Linked DNA regions of Mus musculus: regions 1 and 2 are each linked to region 3. The links are chromatin contacts, called in public HiChIP or PLAC-seq and Micro-C maps. All regions are on one chromosome and are shown on one strand. The core of a region is the stretch at or near the end of the contact, and the rest is flanking DNA. Distances in the headings are between cores, read along the strand shown.

Region 1 (3,898 bases), core at 832-3,331, 61 kb after region 3:
TTACAGTGAGTTCTGGTATTACTGAAATGAAACAGAAGAATATCGACACAATAAAAACACTCATCACGGTGGCTCACACTGATGGAAATTATTTAGGAAATTCGTGGCATGAGGTAGAAACACTTTTAACTTTGCAACTCAATTTTTAAAGTTAGTTGATGCTAAATGTTCTACTGTAATAAGCTTTAATTGTGGGAAATAATTTATTTTAAATAAACAGCTTGCATAATGATTTATAATGTAATGTTTTTACATTCTAACTGCATATATTTTAAGATACATACTTTTAAAACCTCACTTTTTTTTTCTTTCTGTGCTGTAGATCCTGAAGTGCATCAGTCAGTTAGAGCTGGCACAACTTATAGGAACTGGAGTGAAGCCTCGGTACATTTCTGGGACTGTGAGAGGCAGAGAAGGGTCTCTCACTGGGACAAAAGATCAGGCTCCAGATGAATTTGTTGGTCTAGGGCTAGGTGAGAGGTTTTAAGTTCCTTTTAGAAAGTGTCAAAACTTTTTTTTAATCATGCTGTGTTATTTTTATTATGACAATGAAATATAATTAGAGAAATTGCCCTTTGTCTAACATGTTATAGAGAAAAACAAGATAATAGGAAATTAGTCTTTTTTCACTTGGTCTGGTTTACAGTATTAAATGCTACTTAGTTTCTTCCTCCTAACTATGTAAAGGATACACTTCAATTCACTTGCTTCTAAGACTGGACAAGTAACATGTAGACTTACGATTAAGAAATGATTGGAGCAAGGAGAAATCAGTCACACTCAAGCATTTGAAAGCCATTGTGTAGGCCCATGCAAACTGTTCTGTCAGGGTGGAACCTCTTAACCCAAGCTTTCAGAAGCGCTGGGAGTGGCCAACATATTAGCAAAAGTAAAAGCCAAAAAAATGAAAGATAATATATTTTTAGTCAAAAATAGAAAGAGTTCAGCCGGGCGTGGTGGCGCACGCCTTTAAACCCAGCACTTGGGAGGCAGAGGCAGGTGAATTTCTGAGTTTGAGGCCAGCCTGGTCTACAGAGTGAGTTCCAGGATAGCCAGAGCTACACAGAGAAACCCTGTCTCGAAAAAACAAAAGAATACAAAGAGTTCGAATGGGGTGGAGAGATGATTCAGCGGTTAAGAGCGCCGACTGCTCTTCCAGTGGTCCTGAGTTCACCTCCCAGCAACCACATGGTGGCTCAAGGAAGATGTTTAGACTTAGACTTTGACTTGTGTACTTTTGGGTTTGAGTTCTTCTACATTTCTTTCATGCTTGTGTGCCAGCTCCTTTAAGTTCCTGATTTGTTTTCCACCATTGCAAACTAAAGACATCTAATTGCAGGATTATTGGGACTAAATAAGAAGGTATGTGTGAAGAATGGATTTAGCACACTCGTATTACATTAGAGACTGGGGAGTGAGTACCATCTGACCATCTCTCCCTCTCCACAGTCACACAGTCAGCTCTTCAGAAGCATGGATCAGGAGCAATAAGGAGTATGCCAGAGACCCAGCAGTGTTAAATTTTTAAGACTTTGTAATATAAAATTATATTGTGAATATTTCCTATCTTTATCCTTTAGTAATTTCTGTTGTTGTTAGCAGTCCTTAGGAAACCTAAAATGGTTAAGAGGAGAAGAAAAAGGACTAGGACCATATGTTGATTTCAATTTGGATTGAGTAAAATTAGTTCCTGGTGGTAGTTAACTAAAATAATCTAACAGTGCAATCTAGCAGAATGTCTCAGTGATGCCATTGCAGAATGTGAAGCATGAATCTGTTGGGGCTTGCCTGCGGCTCTCATGTTCGGGTTCGAGCCTGGGAGGCAGCCTGGAGCTGAAAAAGAAGAGGGAAACTAGGCTGAGAGAGAGAGATGGAACCAAGACAGGAATCTGATCAAGGCTCAAATTTTTAATGGTGGACAAGCTTTATAAAGGAGAGGGGAAGCCCATTCCCGCCAAATCGTCCTTGGAGCCCAGCTGCAGGTGACCACGTGCAGACTCCGGAACAGCTAGGCCGACTCCCAGCAGGTCGCAGCTGTGTCAGTGGCAGAACAATAGAGTGATCCAGGGAGGCAGCTCCACCCTAGCTGATCTCCTTAGTGGCAACAAAATCTGGCTCAGCCTGCTTCAGGCTTGTTGGAGGCTACATGAATCCTTGCTGTTGAGTTCAAGTGTATTAGGTTTGGTGGTCCAGCAGTAGAGTTTAGAACTGCCTCAGGAGTGCCATGGGAAACCTAGAAGTCTACTTCTAAACATTAGAGCAATAGTTACTGCATAAGATGGCAAAAGATATGGCAAAAGCTGTTTACAGACAGGTGAATGTGCGTCAATAACTGAATAACTGAAAAGTCAGAGAGAATATAGGAAGGCTGAAATGATAGGGTTAGTTGCCAAAGTCAGCTGTGGCAAGTAGAACTGCAGGATTCGATTACAGCAGAAATTAAACACCAATAAAAACTTGCAGCTATATATTTTAGTTTAGAGAAACAGTGATACTTGCTAACACTTAGTACTGAAAGACCCACAACGTGAGGACTCCCCCACGTTCTGACTCAGGAGAGGCGACACCCCAAATCACTCACAAGAAACAGTCTTGCCACAAACTGCAAGAGGACTTTTATTCAAGAACGCCCTCGGGGCCACGGTCATACACCACACAGGGGTAGAGGACCGTGGCGCCCCGAGTAGCTGGGTAAGGAGGTATTTAAAGGAAGAAACCACAACTCAAGGAAGTGGGGAGGGCGTTGTTGGGAAATACCAAAGATACCAGTTAAGAGTCCCAAGGAAGTGCAAAGTCAAAAAAGTCACAAGGAATACCTGGTAATTGTTTGGGTTATCTCTCAAGACAGTTTCTAAGAGCCCCTAACTATAGCACATTCTTTGAATGAACACTCTTTGAACCCAGGAAGCGGGTGGGTGGAGGAATGTGGCTATCTGTTTTATGATTAACATACCTTGGAGCATTGAGACACAGAGGTCACATTCCAAGCCTGGGCCTAAATGCCTAGAATTTTGTTTTTACGTTATACTTTCAGTACATTTTAAAGTGAATGGATGTTTATGCATTGTATTGTAGTGCTACTTAGATTTCAATAATAAAAGTGACCTAACATTTCCCTTCATAAAAATAATTTACATGAAGATACATCAGACCACCCCCCCCCAAAAAAAAAACTTGTTGCTAGGCAACTGTAGAAACCAGTAACTCCTCTTATCCTTTAATTAATAACTTTCTCTTAATCTGTATTGATATATTTTCTATTTCACTATGTTGTCAAGGTGTATGATTCTCTTGCCTTCACCTTCCGAGATAACAGGGATGAGCCATTATGTCTGCTTTTTGTGTGAACTTTGTCCTTTGTCATAGTTTTGATCTTGTTTTTTAAATTTCCTCTATCTTCCATTCATTTCTGTTTGTCAAGGGATTACTTCTAACTCTGCTTATGAGAAAACTACTACTGACTCAGGCTTTTTTGAACAGAGGCCTCCCTTTGAGCTGCCTTACTAGTTTCTACCCAGCCTGTGTAACAAGTGCTCACCTCTGTCCCAGTGCTTACATAGATAGCAGGTCCTTTGCTGAGCAGAGTGCTTTATTCAGTATTTAACCCGGAAAAGGGTGTATACATACACAGCTGAGACGCTTTAAACTACTGTTTATCCATATTAACTAGCATCTATTCACCAAACATTCTATGAAACCATATTGACAGCATTAAACACAGACATGAGTCACTGTTCTAGAGGCCCTGAGACCTGGGAGAATGGAATTGATAAACAAGGTGGACTAAACTCTCATTCAATAGCCAACTTTATTCAGAGCACCCGACATTTTATACCAAGCAATTAAGGTAGGTCGCATGAGTAAGGTTCACATGAGTTCAAGCTGTATACAATCACAA
Region 2 (3,962 bases), core at 999-3,498, 53 kb before region 3:
AGTCTGCTACTTTCTCTCTCTTTTCTGGACTCTCCCAGATGTCTCTGGCTGTTCTCTCTTCTACCTGTCTGAAATATAAGACCACTACCACAATCTTTGAGCCAAATTTGAAGTAAGCTTTAATTAAATACTGCTCAAGAGGATGGACTCTGGCTGGGTTCCCAGAAAATGGAGAAGAGTCACATTTTGCTTAAGTTTATAAAGGCACATCTATAAGGCCACCATATTTCCCATCAGGTACAATCAGGGGGCAAGTGCATATCCTGATGTAATCCCTGCCCACATAACTCCCACCTACAGGTGATCAAGTATATCCAGTGCAGTTGAGTCAGACAAACTTGGTCAGGGGAGTGAAAACTTGTAGCCTATTATCTCCCATAAACAATACCCTCCAGCATTTCAGGAAGTATTTGTCCTTGGGCAAGGGGCTTACAGGTTAGACATATTTTTGTTTCATAGATCTCTTAGTCACAGTAATTTTAAAAAACTTAAAATGTAACTTTGGCTCTCACACATGCCACCAGTGTATTAAGGGAGGACGTAGAGTAGCTACAGAGCTTGAGCTTCTTTTGGAGGGCTAGAAATGCTCAGGAATTAGTAGAAATCTGTACAGTATTGTAAGTGCATTAGAATCCACGAAAATTAAGTTGTATGCTTTAATACAATGAATAAGACATAAGCTATACTAATAAGAACAATCGCAAAACAGATATGATGAAGCTGAGATGCTGGTTCCATTCAGGAGTCAAACCTGTTGTGGGATAACAGTGTTTACTTCATAGTATTTCTGGTAACACACAGTAACTGTAGGCTGTGGCAACTATGTGGAGAGTTTTGGCAAAGATGAGAGTACCAGCAGCCAGTGGTGCCTTCGGAAGGTGTGAGAGTACTGAAGTGGGAAGTGAGAACTGGAAAGAGCAAACCTGCCTGGCATATCCAAGGATAGATAGCTCATTCCTTGCAGAAGGAGGATTCCCTCAACAGCCTCCAGCACCAAGAAAGTATGCTACACAGATCAATATGGATGGCATGTCTATAGAGTCCAATTATCTCAGCTGTAACCCCAAATCAAGTAAAGCTGTGAATAGAGAGGGAAATAAATAGTATTTTCCAAAGAAAGTGAAACTGGTTGACTGAATAACAATCCCCATGCTATGTGCCTGACTTTGAATGTTCAGGCCTCAAAAGTTCCATGTTAAACTAAAAGGAAGTAGCCAGTTCTGTCTAAGTTCAGGATCTTGAGGTGGGGAGTTTGTTCTGGATTATCAGGATAAGCCCAATTGTTGCTAAATCTCCTTCCTTTGAGGAGATGTGAATAACATCTACCCCTCCCTTCTATGGTCCCAGTAAAAGTTCACTCTAGGGAACCAAAATATTCACTAGACTTGTGTACAGAGCAGTGGGTGAGGGGCTTGTGTACAGAGCAGTGGGTGAGGGGCTTGTGTACAGAGCAGTGGGTGAGGGGCTTGTGTACAGAGCAATGGGTGAGGGGCTTGTGTACAGAGCAATGGGTGAGGGGCTTGTGTACAGAGCAATGGGTGAGGGGCTTGTGTACAGAGCAATGGGTGAGGGGCTACGTGTAGGATTGAGAATGACCTTAAAGCAGCCACATTGGAAGGCACAGACCCTGGCATGATTTATGACTCCTTCAAGGCTGTGTAGGTGGAGTCCCTGAAGGGATTAGAGGTAGAGGAAGAGGGGGACAAAGGAGGAGAGAGAGAGAGAGAGAGAGAGAGAGAGAGAGAGAGAGAGAGAGAGAGAGAGAGAGAAACAGAGAGACAGAGAGAGAGAGAAACAGAGAAACAGAAACAGAGAAACAGAGACAGAGAGACAGAGAGAAGGGAGGGGAAGAGGGGAGGGAGAAAGAGAGGGAGGGAGGGAGGGAGGGAAGGAGGGAGGGAGGGAGACAGAGACAGAGAGAAACAGAGAGAAACAGAAACAGAGAAACAGAGACAGAGAGACAGAGAGAGGGGAGGGGGAGAGGGGAGGGAGAAAGAGAGGGAGGGAAGGAGGGAGAGAGAGAGAGAGAGAGAGAGAGAGAGAGAGAGAGGGGTGGAGAGAAGAGGAGAGAGAAAACAGTTTCAGGGAGAGAAAAGAGTCAGAGTCAGAGAGGCCAGATTCCCTTTCATAGAAAGCCAGGTCTACCTGGCTGTTGCTAGGTAACAGTTGGGCGGACCAGAGAAGGAATGCCAACAATTTTTATTGTAGATAAGAGAGAGAGAGACACTCTTCTGGTGAAGTCAGAAAGAAAAGGAAACAGACAGACTGGCCATCAGGGCTATCTATAGGAGAGGTGGGAAAATAATGTGGGGTTATAAGGAGGACAAGTAGCTGGGAGGTGGCAGCCAGCCTGAGAGCGGAAGCAAGCCTAGGAGTCTGGGCAGGAAGGTACAGCATGCCAGCAGGGCGGCTCTGAAATGTGAACAAATACCTGTGAGTAGGGACTGAGGGAGTCTGGAGGCCAGCGTGGCCTTTGATATGCAACCATGTGCTATGTGACATTGGAGAGCCATGTGTCCCTTCTGCCAGAGGCAAGGGGAATGGGGAAAGGTGGACAGGAACTCTCACAAGTCTCTCAAGTTCCTGAGGAATGTTGGCTTTTATCTAACTTCCAGAACTCCTTCTAGAATCCAGTTGTAATTGAGCCAAGACTGTCATTTCTAGACTGCCCGAGACCTCACCTTATGCTGACAAAGGAGAGCTAATGCAAGGGCTAGCAGAGGGCACATCTCCAGAAAGGTTTTTTGTTTTGTTCTTCAGACAGGGTGACTTAGTTTGCATTTTTATTGCTGTGAAGAGGAAACCACGACCACAGCAACGCTTATAAAGGAAAATATTTAATTGGGGCTGACTTAGAGTTTAGAGGTTTAGTCCATTATCATCATGACAGGAAACATAGCAGCATGCACATAGACATGGTGCTAGAGAAAGAGCTGAAAATTCTACATCTTGATCCTCAGGCAACAGCAATAGGAGGCTGTGGGCCACACTAGAAAGAACTTGAACATGATGAAAACTCAAAACCCACCCCCCAACAGTGACACACTTCCTCCAAGAAGGCCATACCTCCTAACAGTGTCACTTCCTGTGGGTCAAGCACTCAAACACGTGAGTCTGTTTGTGCCATTCTTATTCAAACCACTACACAGGGTTTCACACCATAGCCCAGACTGGCCCGGAACTTACTGTATACTATGTAACTTCAGCTGTCCTAGAAATCATGGCAACCCTCCTTTCTCGTCTCTGTTGTGTTAGTGTTTCAAGTGTGAGCCATCACACTCAGGAAATTCCATTTTTTTTACTATTTCAAATTGCCATACTTATACTTTGTATAAGAATCTTTATTTCCTCTTCTTGGAATAAGATATGTTTCAGCCGGGTGTGGTGGTGCACGCCTTTAATCCCAGCACTTGGGAGGCAGAGGCAGACAGATTTCTGAGTTTGAGGCCAGCCTGGTCTACAAAGTGAGTTCCAGGACAGCCAGGGCTACACAGAGAAACCCTGTCTCGAAAAACCAAAAAAAAAAAAAAAAAAAAAAAAAGATATGTTTAACTAGAGTATATACATGCTCATCTAAATAAATGGAATGTTGCTATTTACCTTTTAGATTTAAACTTACAAATTGCATCATGCTAAGTAAAATTTTTCACCAGATTATTGGCATATAAAAAAAGTAGAGAAACTCCAAGAAAATAATGTTTACAACTCTAAAAGACTAAAAAATCTAGCAACTTAAATAGCAATAACCCCACTGTATATCAGCAAATACCAGCATGTACAGGTGGGGTTGAAGGGAGAGGGCTGCCAGGCCTGAAGGTCACTGTGTGAGGTCTAGTGGTAACACTGGGAAATCAGAGAGCTTTGGAAAAATGGGGAAAGACTCCCCAATATTTAAAGGGCATTAGGGAAACAATATGTTCTAATGACATTTTAGTAAGAAATCCTCAGAGCTCATCTGGGTT
Region 3 (4,453 bases), core at 1,865-4,364:
GTACCTGTCAATAAAAGACCAAAAAGAGCATTTCCCTTTCTCGTCCAAGAATACCAGCCTTGTTCTAGAATCTAATTCCATTTTTGCTTCCAGTGAATTTACATCTAAGTTCTAAGCAGGCAGATGTGCTCCCCTCCTGAGAGCATTCCCAGTCTACTCCTGCCTCTTGGTTGAAGTTGCAAGCTTAACAAGGGAGGAACTGGAATTATGTTTTCAGAAGTGCTTTTTCCAAAAGTTGAAAGTCGCATACCTCAGTCTTAAATCTACTCTCACTCCAGTCTAATTTATCCCTACAAATGTTATTTCTGGTCCTCACTCAAAACTCAGCATTTGATCTTTGATGCCAATTTTCTGAGTCCTATCCAATCCACCTTTCCCCCTTTAAAATCCTCTAGAATTTTTATAAATTAGACAAAGTCCCTAACCTGAGCAGATGACTAAGGCTTGATCCCAAGACTTTACGTGGTGGCCATGGGTTACCGCACACGGGTCATCCTGCACTGCTGAGGCTGTTTACTGTTCTGTCTACATCCTTGCTGGGCCCCTCCACTCACCAGACCACAAAGATAGTATTTATAATTTTTATTGTTTTTGGTAATTTCATGTATGTATACATGAATCCATTTTAAAATCACCAATTTTATCACATCATTCCCTACAGACTTAGTTTATCTAACTTCTCCTTCCTTCAGTTTCCAGTTTAATTGACACTTTTTCTGGCTAGTTATCCCTGCAGTGAAGATCTGCAGTAGACTGCCTGCTGGCACTTCCTTTAATCATACTTCACACTTTGCAATTACCTATTCACTAGTTGTCAACATATCTCTACATACTATAAGCTCTACAAGGGAAGATATCATGGCTACCTTTGTCTGATGTCTTTCATCTACCCAAGTTTCTATTTGACAAGTGTATTTTAAGAATTCCCTATGCCACAACACAGTAGATGGTGGACACAGGACAAAATGGATGAGGTCCTTGCTCCTACGAGAGAAGTAGGCAACCAATAAACAAGCAAGATGACAAAATGACTATAGATTGCAATTAAATACACTGAGCTCTTCAAGGGCAAGGATTTCTCGGTTGCTCATATTTGACATCCATGCTTAGTATAAAAACAACAAACATAACTGACAAGTTTTACTTGCCTCATGTAAAATACAAAACAGTTATTCATGATGATGGGTTGTTCTGCTTTAAGAGTAATTCAGAGGCTCAAACTCTTTTGAATTTGTTGTTTTGCTATCTTTACTATACGGCCAAAGCTGTATCCTAACAGGAAAAGGGAGTAGCAGGTAGTTTCTGAAAATTTTTGTTTAATGAGTTAACCTATTGGCTACGTCTAGCTGCAAGGGAGGCTAGAGAATGTTAATGCGGCTAAAAACAGAGACAGGGTTTCTCTGTATAGCCCTGGCTGTCCTGGAACTCACTTTGTAGACCAGGCTGGCCTCGAACTCAGAAATCCACCTGCCTCTGCCTCCCGAGTGCTGGGATTAAAGTCGTTCTCTACGACGCCTGGCTCAGATAGTACTTTCAATGAAACCTGGTTTAACCCTAGCATTAGGAAGCAAAGACAAATTAGAAATGGAGTATGTTTCCCTGATGTATAACAGAATGTACATTATATTTGATGTAGGAGCAAAATGAATCTCTAATTTCGAAGATTTTAGTGTTTAAGATGAAGGTAATGGATTTGTAGATTTCTCAGGACAACCACATTTTGATGTATCTGTCCATTTTAATTGTATGTCACCTTCAGATTTCCCATTTTTATTTCCTTTGGCTTTTCATACGTCTCAAGTCTTGTCACTTTGCAGCGTTCACACCTTTGGATTCTGATTGCTGCATTAATATAAATCCACAGCTAACACACTCTAAGGAAAAGAAAGCAAAAGCTGTATCCTAACCGGGATCCCATGTTGCTGGAGACACGCAATAGCATGGAACCCCCTGTAAACCGGCTGCATTTATTTCATGGGATTCTTAACGTTTTCTCTCAGAAGCAATGCGGAAATTTGAGTTCTGTGGCATTAAAGCAGGCACAGTATGGTCAGGAGTATCTGTTCTTAAAGCTTTTCCATTCTGAAAACTCCGGATTAAAGGTAGAGAACGGGAGGGCTCTGTGCGGTACCTGAGTCAGAAGCACTCACCTTAACTTCAGTGTCAATCAGAAAAGGGCATGAAACCTAGGGTTTACTGATTTACCCTATTGAGAGATTTAAAAAGTGAAAATATTCCTGAATCTTCGCCCAGTGGTTTTTAGCTTACGTTTTGCAAAAGAGATCCATCTTGAAGTAATTGAAAGTATCGGTCAAGGATAGCAATTTCCTACACCTGAGAAGGAAATTTAGACCCCGTGTGGCAGGCGGAAACCAGGTGCGCCTGAGGGAGCGACGCGGGTGTTCCTGTGGCCCTAGGACCGCGAGGAACTTTGCTCCCCGGCGACCGGCTGTCCAGAAAGTTGGGGAAGCCCGTGCACGGTAGGCAGGGGTCCTGTCGTCCCGGCCTTGGGAGCGCCCCTGTGCTCCGATCACGCATCCCAGTAGCCCGCAAGAGCAGAAGCCCCGCGCCACGCCGTGCCGCGCAGCAGGACGCCCGCCACGCCCCACGCTGCCCTGCAGGCGAACGCGGGAGGCGGCGAGTCCCCGCCGGGCCGCCGTAGAGTTGCAGCTCCGGCCGCTCCTCCCGCGCCGCCCTCCGCCCCTTGCCTCTCGGCGCCGCGGCAGCTCTGGGCTGGCGCTGGCACCGCCGCCGCCGCCGCTTCCTCTCCGCAGCCGTTCGGCCGCTGCGTGACGCGTCGTTTCCTCTCAACATGGCGTCCGGGGCAGGTCGGCGGTGATGGAGGCCAGTCGGCGGCTGCGGCGGATGCTGGTCCCCACGGTAGCTAGGGCAGCCTCGCGCCTGCTGGCAGTGTGAGGCGCCGCCACCTAGGCCCTCGGCCCCGGGAAGACGGCCGCCCGGGCCGAGTGCCGCCGCCGCCGGGCCGTAGGGACGAGTGAGGCGGGCGGCCGGGAAGCGACCCCCGGGCCGACGGCGCCGAGGCCGGACGGGCGCGGCCCTCGAACGGCGGCCCCTCGAGCGTGGCGAGGCTTTCGACGCCCTTGGCGGCCCCGCGGCCGCTCCGCGTCGCCGGCCGCTTCCTGGTGCCGCCGCTGCCCTCCACGCCTCCTCGCCCCCACCGCCACCTCCTCGCCTTTCTCCCTCCCCGTCCTCATCCCGGTCCCCGTCCCCCTCCTCCGCCTTCCCTCCAGCCGCCGGGACCGCCGCCGCCGCCGCCTCCTCCGCGTCCATGTATGAGGGCAAGAAGACGAAGAACATGTTCCTGACCCGGGCCCTGGAGAAGATTCTGGCCGACAAGGAAGTGAAGAAGGCGCATCACTCCCAGCTGCGCAAAGCGTGCGAGGTGGCCCTAGGTGAGCCCGGAGGAGGCCGCGGCGCGGGGTGCCGGCCGCGAGAGGTGGGCGGCGTGGCGGGCGGCTCGTCCGGGGAGCCCTGCTGGCCGCCCGACTGGAGTTGACAGCAACTCGGCTGGACGCGGGGCACCGGCTGAGTGGAGGAGGATAGGCGGCCAGCCGGGGCCCCTGGAACTCGAGATGGTTACGGATCGCGAGGCACCTGGCTTCGAGTGGTCCACAGGACGGGATGGGGGGAGGGTTGTTGGTGGCCCCTGCGGTGCGGACAGAATGTCATCCTTTGTGATGGAGCAGAAGATGAGCTGTTGTTTATTAGCTTAGAAATTGAGGTGGGGCCGATCTGACGAGACTGAGCGTGGGGGAGGGTTCCGTATTGCAATTACAATAACTTTATGATTTGGCGTGGTACTTTGGGAAGAAAGGTTGAAGTTGTTCCCTCGTTGACAGTCTCGAGAAAGGGGGTTGCAAAAGGTGCCTCGAGTTTGCCATCTCTCTGCCCCAGCTACAGGAAAAAAGAGTAGTAATGTAACCTACTGGGCTGACCTGGAAGAACAAGACTAGAGGTTAAGGGGGTGGCGGTGGCCGTGTCTGTGTGGAAATGTGGAAGGAAAGAACCTTTAGATAAATTGACTTTAGGTAACACAGAAAGGGGTGTGTGTGAAATGAGAGAAAAGAGAAAGACAATGACACCCACCAGCCACATGTCTGGACAGTGGCAGCTGTTCTCAAGCTTCAGTTGTGATTTATAGTTCAGACAGAAGAGGTCTAGTGTAATGAAGCCACAGCAGGGCAAATCCCAAACAATACCTATAAAACCATTGTAGGCAGATAACGATTTGTTTGCGGTAGGTTTGGTAGGTCTAGTGCATCCATCAATAAGAGAATTGTTAAGGGAGAAGCCAGAACATTTAACACAGATAAATTTGTGATGCTTACCCTTTTGTTTATAGCCCTGGACCAGAGCAGCTCAACTTTGCAAGAAATGAAAATGGTTAAAAGTGATTTTTGAAAAACATTTTTGAAAGGGGACAAACTAACTT

The links. A called contact is a pair of places that touch in the nucleus more often than the background predicts. HiChIP or PLAC-seq counts read pairs in DNA pulled down with a chosen protein or histone mark.
Region 1: a Micro-C map of embryonic stem cells shows a contact between it and region 3, with 2.7 times the contacts expected there. The contact joins the enhancer-like site here to the promoter of Arfgef1 in region 3. A contact is called at or near these places in 2 of 484 Hi-C or Micro-C datasets (embryonic stem cells and nephron progenitors), 2 of 115 datasets of contacts at active chromatin or transcription factors (the SCID.adh cell line and embryonic stem cells) and 3 of 9 other capture datasets (adipose tissue, liver and pancreatic islet).
Region 2: an H3K27ac HiChIP or PLAC-seq map of heart atrium shows a contact between it and region 3, with 30 read pairs. The contact joins the enhancer-like site here to the promoter of Arfgef1 in region 3. A contact is called at or near these places in 4 of 39 promoter capture datasets (the HPC-7 cell line, embryonic stem cells, neutrophils and 1 more), 9 of 484 Hi-C or Micro-C datasets (the HL-1 cell line, the MNK3 cell line, Sertoli cells and 5 more), 8 of 115 datasets of contacts at active chromatin or transcription factors (the SCID.adh cell line, bone marrow-derived macrophages, embryonic stem cells and 5 more) and 2 of 9 other capture datasets (liver and pancreatic islet).

Annotation. Positions count from the first base shown.
Region 1 is chr1:10,169,409-10,173,306 of GRCm38.p6, reverse strand. It overlaps Arfgef1 (ADP-ribosylation factor guanine nucleotide-exchange factor 1(brefeldin A-inhibited)), which reads left to right. Exons shown (of 38, transcript NM_001102430.1): 20 at 1-113; 21 at 323-473. Among named protein-coding and RNA genes, the nearest start is that of Arfgef1, 61 kb to the left of the region's middle. Within about 2 kb of position 2,081, at least 18 of the 459 cell types and tissues checked have an H3K27ac peak or open chromatin away from gene starts, as enhancers often do. A contact at or near this core is called in embryonic stem cells, where this site is marked.
Region 2 is chr1:10,283,932-10,287,893 of GRCm38.p6, reverse strand. No RefSeq gene overlaps it. Among named protein-coding and RNA genes, the nearest start is that of Arfgef1, 53 kb to the right of the region's middle. Within about 2 kb of position 2,248, at least 74 of the 459 cell types and tissues checked have an H3K27ac peak or open chromatin away from gene starts, as enhancers often do. A contact at or near this core is called in the MNK3 cell line, the SCID.adh cell line, Sertoli cells and 4 more, where this site is marked.
Region 3 is chr1:10,231,331-10,235,783 of GRCm38.p6, reverse strand. Arfgef1 (ADP-ribosylation factor guanine nucleotide-exchange factor 1(brefeldin A-inhibited)) reads left to right here and starts at 3,114. Exons shown (of 38, transcript NM_001102430.1): 1 at 3,114-3,413. The coding sequence starts at 3,290.